Linked DNA regions of Anser cygnoides: region 1 is linked to region 2. The links are chromatin contacts, called in public Hi-C maps. All regions are on one chromosome and are shown on one strand. The core of a region is the stretch at or near the end of the contact, and the rest is flanking DNA. Distances in the headings are between cores, read along the strand shown.

Region 1 (3,680 bases), core at 423-2,922, 170 kb before region 2:
CTGGCAGCCCTCTCTAGAGATGCTCTTACTGGGTACGTATCTATACTTGCCATTATGTGTAGCTGCTTACAGCATACTCTGATCATTGAGGAATATATGAAATATATACATGCCCACCAAGAGTGTAAGCAGAACAATACAGAAAAACAAAAAAGGCCAGAATAGCAAATGAATAACAAGGTACAGAGTGTGAGCAGTTGAGAACAGAAGCTTCATACCAGGCAAGACAGCCTCCCGCAGACAGCCTCCCGCAGAAGCTGACCAGCTCAGCTACGTGAGGATGCACATTTCCCACCAGATTACTGCACTGCCAAAGCCAAGAACCCTGGCATTTGATGCAGGGTACCAGCAGCTTTCAGTTATTGAAGTGCTGAGTTATTCAAATGCTTCGTGAGCAATTTTTCAGGATCTGGCTGTTACCCGTTTGCCAAGGAGCTGAAAACTGAAGCAATTCGATACAGTTTAGCTGTAGTCCAAACTCAAGGAATGATTTCTGCATTCATAAACACACAGCAAGTTAAGTTCTGACATCAGGTATTCAGTGAATTAGGATTAATCAAGATGAACAGTGATCTGTGGGGCTTGAAGAAAATGTGGCTAAAATCAAGTAACCTGTTGTCAATTGTCAGTTCCGTTTTTTTGTTTGTTTGTTCTTAAACTCCAAAACAGAACTTGAATTAGGACATAGGAAATCCCTATTGCACAGCTCCCTCTTCAGAGGGCACTGATCCAGCACAGGATTTCGGCAGCACATTTATAAGTCAGCAAAGGGACCTTACAGGGAAGCCATGTGCCTGTGAGCACGCTACCTTCAGGCACAGCAGAGCCCCGGTGCAAGTTTCAATTTCAGGCAGGCATCGAAATGCCCCAGAGGGGCGGGACAATGGCCTGAACCCAATTCCCAGTGCACGTACCAAGGCGCGGTGCTGTCCAAGAAACCTTTCCCAGGAATTTTTAGCAACTACCGTGCAGTCCTGCTAGTGTGATTTTAGAGTTCACTTTGTACTTGCCCAGTGGCTTAACTTGTTGTGAACAATTCCCCTCCCATTCCCGAGAAGAGGATTACTGCGCAATAGCCCTGGACTGAATCTTACCCGTACAGATTGTTTGCCACTCATTTCTTGGTGCAGGTTCAGCTGCGCACGCTGCTTATGTCAACTTGCTGCTGTGTGCCAGCCAAGGGCTGCTTTATTTCAACAAGCAACTGCAAGCTTTGTATCACTTCAGCTTACAGGATGTGGATTGTACATTTGGCAAAGACAGAATTGTTTTTACGGGAAAATAAATGACAAATTTGTTGTCAGAAACCTAGCCGGGGGAAATCAGCCGTATCAGAGGTCTGGACTGTGACCGCAGGACTGACAGGCACTGCAGCGACACAGGCTGCCAAGAGCAAAACAGAGCCGGGACTGGAAGTGCCTGATGTGTAGCCCTGGAAGTCAGGCTGATGGGAAAGCTGCTTTCTGATCACAGACACTCTCTGATCAGTGAATGGACTACAGAAATGCAGCTAAGCAAGCACTAGGATTTTGAATGTAAAGAGCAAAAGAAGAGCTGGAAACAGTGGGAACAAGTACAGCAGGTGGCAGAAAGCCCGAGACTTATGCCAGGAGACTGTTCCATAATCAAGTCTTACAGCTTGCTTGCTTAGAACAGCACGGGTGGCTCACCACCCTTTTCACCAAGAAGCTGGATTTGACTAACAACCAGGTTCTTAAAAGGATTCAAATGAGCTCTTGCTGCAGATTGGAAGTGACAGAGATCCACGCATTTGGCAGCGTAATTCTTCATCTTGAAGGGGTGAAGCACTGGCAAGGGGCTGTTCTGGAGATTAGAACACATTGCAAGAATTAATTTCCCCATTCAGCTGCCTGCCCCGTAGTGAACAGTGGGCTGCTCGTTTTAATTTGGTATTAGCAAATAGACAGACCAGTTACAGGAGGCGAGTACTGCTGACAGCCCTGAGAAGCTACCCAAGAACATCCTTTCACAGATGTGATGGACTGCCTACTCCCCGCCGTGTTGCAGATTGATCCATGCAGTGGTAGACATGATGAATGGTGCAGGAGCAGGAACACTGGCACCCAGGCGCCATCCTGTTCAGGGTATTTTTAGCTTCTAGTAGGAATTTGTTTTGGCAAAGGTTCTGAAATATCTTTATATCTAAACTACAGTTCTACTGTAGTATTTTAATCCAATTTAAGAGATCCCACACAGTAATAAACAGTTTTGAGCCACGGGCCAAGAGATTTTTCAATACCTTCTTTTGATCCCATTATGTACTGCTACCTCTTTATAAGTATGCAACAAGCTTGGGTGTGTAGTTTGTTTTCCTCATTCCTGAAATACACCCTTACCCACCTCAGTATCTGCAGTTTCATCCAGCAGTAGCAGGGAACAAGCAGCTGGAAGCACAACTTCCTGCAATCTGGGTGTGGGGAGAGCATCAAATATGAAACCGACCACTTCCTACCTTCCTATCCTGGAACTGGACAGCTTTCAAAGATCACCTGGCTTAAAAGCCAGCAAGAAGATGTTTTCCTTTTGGTGCTTCTAGTGCAGTGGACTGCAATTTACCCAGGAAGCAGCACATCCCTGCAATGAAACCAGGGGTTCTCTAACACAGAATAACTCTATATGGGAGCATAAGCCAGTAGCTGACAACAGAAGTTGGAGGCAAGTTCCAACAACTCAATTCCAAAGCTAGCAGGCTTATGGTCCTGCATTTCAGTCTGACTTCACGTTCACCTCCAGGTTCTTAAACCACAATGCAAATACGGTAGTAGACATATCCCCAGCTTGGTGTATGCAGAAACCAGAGAACTGCTTCATTTTCCAGCAAATAACTTAGCTGTACACAAGTCCCCAACTAAATCACAACAAAAGCAGTCAAACCAGTCTATGTTTTAATGGTAAAGACTGATGCCGTAACTACAAAATATATTAAAATACATAAATAAGATCCTGTAACAAAAATTAGTGTTTCAAGGTTATACCTCTGCCTTACGTAAATACCACATCTGCACTTAAACTCTGATGCTCTCTTCAAGAAGCTTCCTGTCCTTTGGCCTGCATAAATAACACTTCTTGCTTGATGGCTTAACTAAAATCCTACCTTTGCAATTACTCCACTCTACAGTGGAGCAGGGAACTGAATGAAATGCTTGTCATTTTTGGTCCAGTACCTGCCTACTGCATGGAAACATCACCACTACACAATTGCTGTTCCTCTACTCGTTTTAAGAAGATGCTGTCCCCACACGCATTATCCTGAACAGCACATTAAAGTTGTTGCTTCTTATTGCATCCCGACAAGCAGTGATCACTTGTGTTTTAGGTTTGCCAACTGTGAATAGAAAAAAAAAGAAAAAACAGTTCAGTTACTGAGTAAAAAAAAAAAGGTACAAATATTTATAAAGCTCAAAATGTAGGGGGTTCTTTCAAAAATTTTTACACAAACAGCAAAGTGCCACCTTGCCTTTTTCTTAATATATAACTAAAATCCTTTCTTTAAAGAATTTTCCATAGCCGTATTACAGGGCAGCTTAAAGGACTTGTTGAAAGGGGAATGCTATAAATACAAAAAAAAAAAAAAACTCCTTCTCCAAAGACCTACAGAACTAGTAATCATATAAACAGCCTTGCTTAAGTTGATAGCTTTCTTCCTTTTTTTTAAACTA
Region 2 (3,739 bases), core at 876-3,375:
GCTCAGGGGATTGCCCAACAGATTGGGTCGAGGGGATTTCTCTGGCCTGGAACAGGTCACAAATGGCTGGAAATTGGGCTGAAAAAGGGACAGAAAAGTGTTGAATTGACATGGCAACGTGCAAAGGGCATCAGCCATGGTGATAACCCCAAAACCCACGGCCCTTCTCAGTTGAGAACAGGATGCATCACCTTGCACGGAGGAATCGGTGCTACTGGGGGCCGAGCGCTGCGTTCCGGAGCTCTGAGCTGGCCACCTGCGAGGTTCAGAGGTGACGTTATATCCTCAGCGTGCAGATTAAACATTTCACAGGCTGTCCCGTGCCCCTCGGAGCCCTGGGGGTCACTGAATTTCAGCCGGGCCACGCACTGGTGGCAGCAGGCACTGGGGTCGCGGCGGTTCCCCGAGCGCAGGCGGTGGAGCTGCAGGCTGCGTCTTCCAAAGAGGAATCCACAATGGAAAGACTTAAATTTGGGAGCCACCACATCCTTTGGGAAGCCGTTCCCATGGTTAATGCGTTTACCACAGAACAGTTACAGCTCCCCGAAGGAGCTCGAGGCCTCCCCTGGCAGCGTGCCTGCCTCGCTCAGTGCTGCGGTGCCGCGCGCTGCCCCCTGAGACAAAAGTCGGGCTGCGAAGGGACTGAGTGACCTGCTCAGGGTCAGCTGCGAGAGCTGGGGACCCAAACGAAGCTGCTGACTCCGGCCATGGGAAGCATTAGTCCCTCCGTTCAGCAGTGGCTGCCGGCTGTCTCCTCGGCAGATGATGCACGCGGGGAGCGCTGCCTTGCCCTCAGCAGCTGGTAGGTCACGCAGGATTTGAGGAAAGGCTCTGGCACCGTCCCAGGCAGAGGCTGTGGGACACTCACCAGTGAATTCCAGAGATGCTGTGTCACCAAAACCCTGTCCCTGAGCGGGGGCTGTGGTCCCCACATCCCACCAGCGCTCTGGATCCCGAGCAGCTTTCCGTAGGTGGATGGTGGCTGCAAAACCCGCAGCTCCGTTCGGGAGCATCCCGACTGCTCTGGGGGGGTAAAGAGGGGAGTTTGTCCCCCGTGGGCCTCCACCAGGAAGGTGACAACTGAGATTGTGGCTGGGAGAGCTCAGCTGGCCGCAGGCTCTGCCTCTTGGGGCTGGAAACCTAAATCTATTTCCAGGGGAGAGGAACGGCAGCGCCTCCAAGCAGCGGCTGCCAACGCTGGAAGGCGCTCAGAGGTAGCAGGCATTCAAAACACTTCAGTGTTTTTCCTGGGGGAAAAAAAACCACACGAGATAATCTTACTTTGTCCATTTCTGTGCCTTCTGGGCTCTCTGCTTTGCCTTTGGGTTTGTAACTGGGCTGTTTCTGCAGCCTTAGAGGGTTGTATTTGAAGAGCAAAGCGCGCCCTTTCATCAGCTAGCTCTTTATTGCTTGCTTTCTCGTGGGGTTGGACGTGAGGCCTTGTGTGCAAACATCTTTAAAGGTTGTAGGGTGTTTCCCTCCAGTCCTTGCCCCCTGAAATACCTTCTTTGATCTGGATCCTCTCACCCTGCGCCGGAGCAGCTCTGCGGAGGGGCAGGTAACCGACTGAAGCCCCGGCGAAGCCGCCCTTCCCGAAAGCAATTAAACGTGATCCAGCCCTAATTCTTGTTTTACGGCTGCTCGTAGCAGTGCCCAAATGTTTATTGTCCCCCGTAGCCCCACACGCTGCCAGGACGGGCTTTCCAGTGGAAGGTAATAGATGATATTCGTGCTATTTATTTCCTTGCATGACACGGCAAAGCAACTGCTGCGCCGGGCGGCTTGCGCTGGTTACTCATTACAGCGATGGGGCTGTGCCAGAAAGCCCTGCCGTTTGCTCACCCCCCCCCCTTGAATATCCTGGGAACTTTCCCCTGCCCCGAGCTTCGCAAACATTTGCTGGTGGAAGGCGGCGTGTTTGTTTTAATCAGGGACTTTTCTTAAAGCTGTCGGATTAATCGCTGAGGGTGGAGGGGGACCCTCCCCGCTCCTCTCCTGGCTTTCTCGCTTCATTTTGATCAAAGCCTGGCGCTGATCCCCTGCGCTGGGAAGCTGAGGGGGCTGAGCAGGGAACCCAGGGGCTCCTGCCTCGCGGGGGGGGCTCGGGGCTGTTTTCTCAGGCTGGTTGGGATGCTGGAGCTGCCTCGCACCCTAAAGAGCGACCTGGGAGTCGCCCCAGCTGCTCTGCCGTCCCCACTCATTCATTGGAAATCCCGTTAGTGCTGGAACAATTCCATTAGCAGCACTTCTCGGGCACAGGGTTTTTTTTTTTTTTTTTTTTTTTTAACTCCGCCGATTAAAGCGGAGTCCCCGCAGCAGGCTGGGGGGCTCCTCGAACGGAGACAGAGACATTCCCCGCGTAGCTCAGGGCTGCTCAGCGCCGAAATCCCAAACAAAAGCTCTGCTGTCAGACAAAGGAGAAGGGAGCGAGCCTCCGAAGGCAGGCAGAATTCCTCCTCGGTTTGCCAGCAATTTTTTTCTAACTGTGCTTTTTTTTAAGGGCCGGTCACCAATTCAAAGCCGCGTCATTTCGCAGACGAAGATGTCAACGTTTTTAAGGTCTCACGGTGAAATAATTTCAGTGCCGCCGGTTGCAGCAGCTCTGACTGTTCTCAAACAAATGCCTTTTAAGATAAAAAAAAACGGCCTGTGCTTGGTCCCAGCCCAGAGCTGTGGTCGTGGCTGTTTTAATTTGAAACGTCTCAGCTGAACCCAGTGAGGTCAGAGGGAGCTGCAAGCGTCTGAAAGGCAAGTCGCACTTATTTCGGTGCCGAGCCACGGGCACAGCACGGGGTTTAGCTCCAAAATGTCCCCACGTGTGCCCCGAGCTGCAGCCTGCCGGGGGTGATGTGCTGGGTTCTGAAGTTCTTTACAGAACTTCACAGAACTTCAGGAACGGACCCAAACCTTCAGAACTAACCTGAAATATCTGCGGAGAGCACGCATAACAGCGTTCGATAAAAGGAAGGGGTGCAGGCAGTGCTTTGCAGGCTCAGGTTAGTCCACGTGAGAACAGTTTGGGATTTGTGATGCCTGTATGTTTTTCTCACGTGAAGGATTTTAATGATTATTTTCCCTGTTCTCTTCCCCCTCAGCTATCACAAGCCTACCCTAAGCCCAGCTTCACCAGGTTTTTGTACACCATCATAAACAGGAATCCTTGAAGCACGGGGAGAGCTCGCCTGGGGGCTGGTCGGCGTGCAGAAGGTGCATCCCTGTAACACCAGGCACGGTCGGGTGCGTGCTGCTGAGTCTGCAGGGTCTCTGCCAGCCCAGGAGCTGACCCCATCAGTGTTCCCAAGTGGCAAGTGCGTTGGGGGAGCCCGCTGGTGGAACAGCCTCCGTCTGTGCTGTGCTGGAGGGGAGCCAGCCCCGGCTCCACAATGCCACCCTGATGGGGCGGGCGCGAGGCTCCGCCGGCACAGAGGGGCCTTGTGCCGCCCCTGCCTCGGCCCCGACGCTGCCCTGCGGTGACAGCCCCTGTGCTGCCCTGCTCCCCCAGCCCAGCCCTCCTTTGTTGACAGCGAGCCCGTCTCCAGGTCCGAGGAAAATACGGGGCTTCCTCTGGCTCCTGGAGGCAGCAGCGCCTTCACAAAGGCTCCGGGCCCCAGCAGGAAGCCCCGGTCCCTTCCCTAACGAGGTTTTCCTGCCGATAAGGGGACCGGCAGGTCGGGGGCCCTGGCTGAGCCAGCGAGCTCCCCAGGGGCTGCGTGGGGCTCGGACGTGTCCCCCCGAGCCT

What was found. A called contact is a pair of places that touch in the nucleus more often than the background predicts.
Region 1: a contact with region 2 is called in a Hi-C map of liver, with 2.1 times the contacts expected there. The contact joins two enhancer-like sites. A contact is called at or near these places in 2 of 7 Hi-C or Micro-C datasets (both in liver).

What each region holds. Positions count from the first base shown.
Region 1 is chr12:13,678,538-13,682,217 of Taihu_goose_T2T_genome, reverse strand. BBS2 (Bardet-Biedl syndrome 2) reads right to left here. Exons shown (of 16, transcript XM_048078598.2): 16 at 2,890-3,346. The coding sequence ends at 3,240. Among named protein-coding and RNA genes, the nearest start is that of OGFOD1, 13 kb to the left of the region's middle. Within about 2 kb of position 1,672, at least 1 of the 3 cell types and tissues checked has open chromatin away from gene starts, as enhancers often do. A contact at or near this core is called in liver, where this site is marked.
Region 2 is chr12:13,504,862-13,508,600 of Taihu_goose_T2T_genome, reverse strand. The region is part of intron 4 of CFDP1 (craniofacial development protein 1); the gene reads left to right. Among named protein-coding and RNA genes, the nearest start is that of BCAR1, 17 kb to the right of the region's middle. Within about 2 kb of position 2,125, at least 2 of the 3 cell types and tissues checked have open chromatin away from gene starts, as enhancers often do. A contact at or near this core is called in liver, where this site is marked.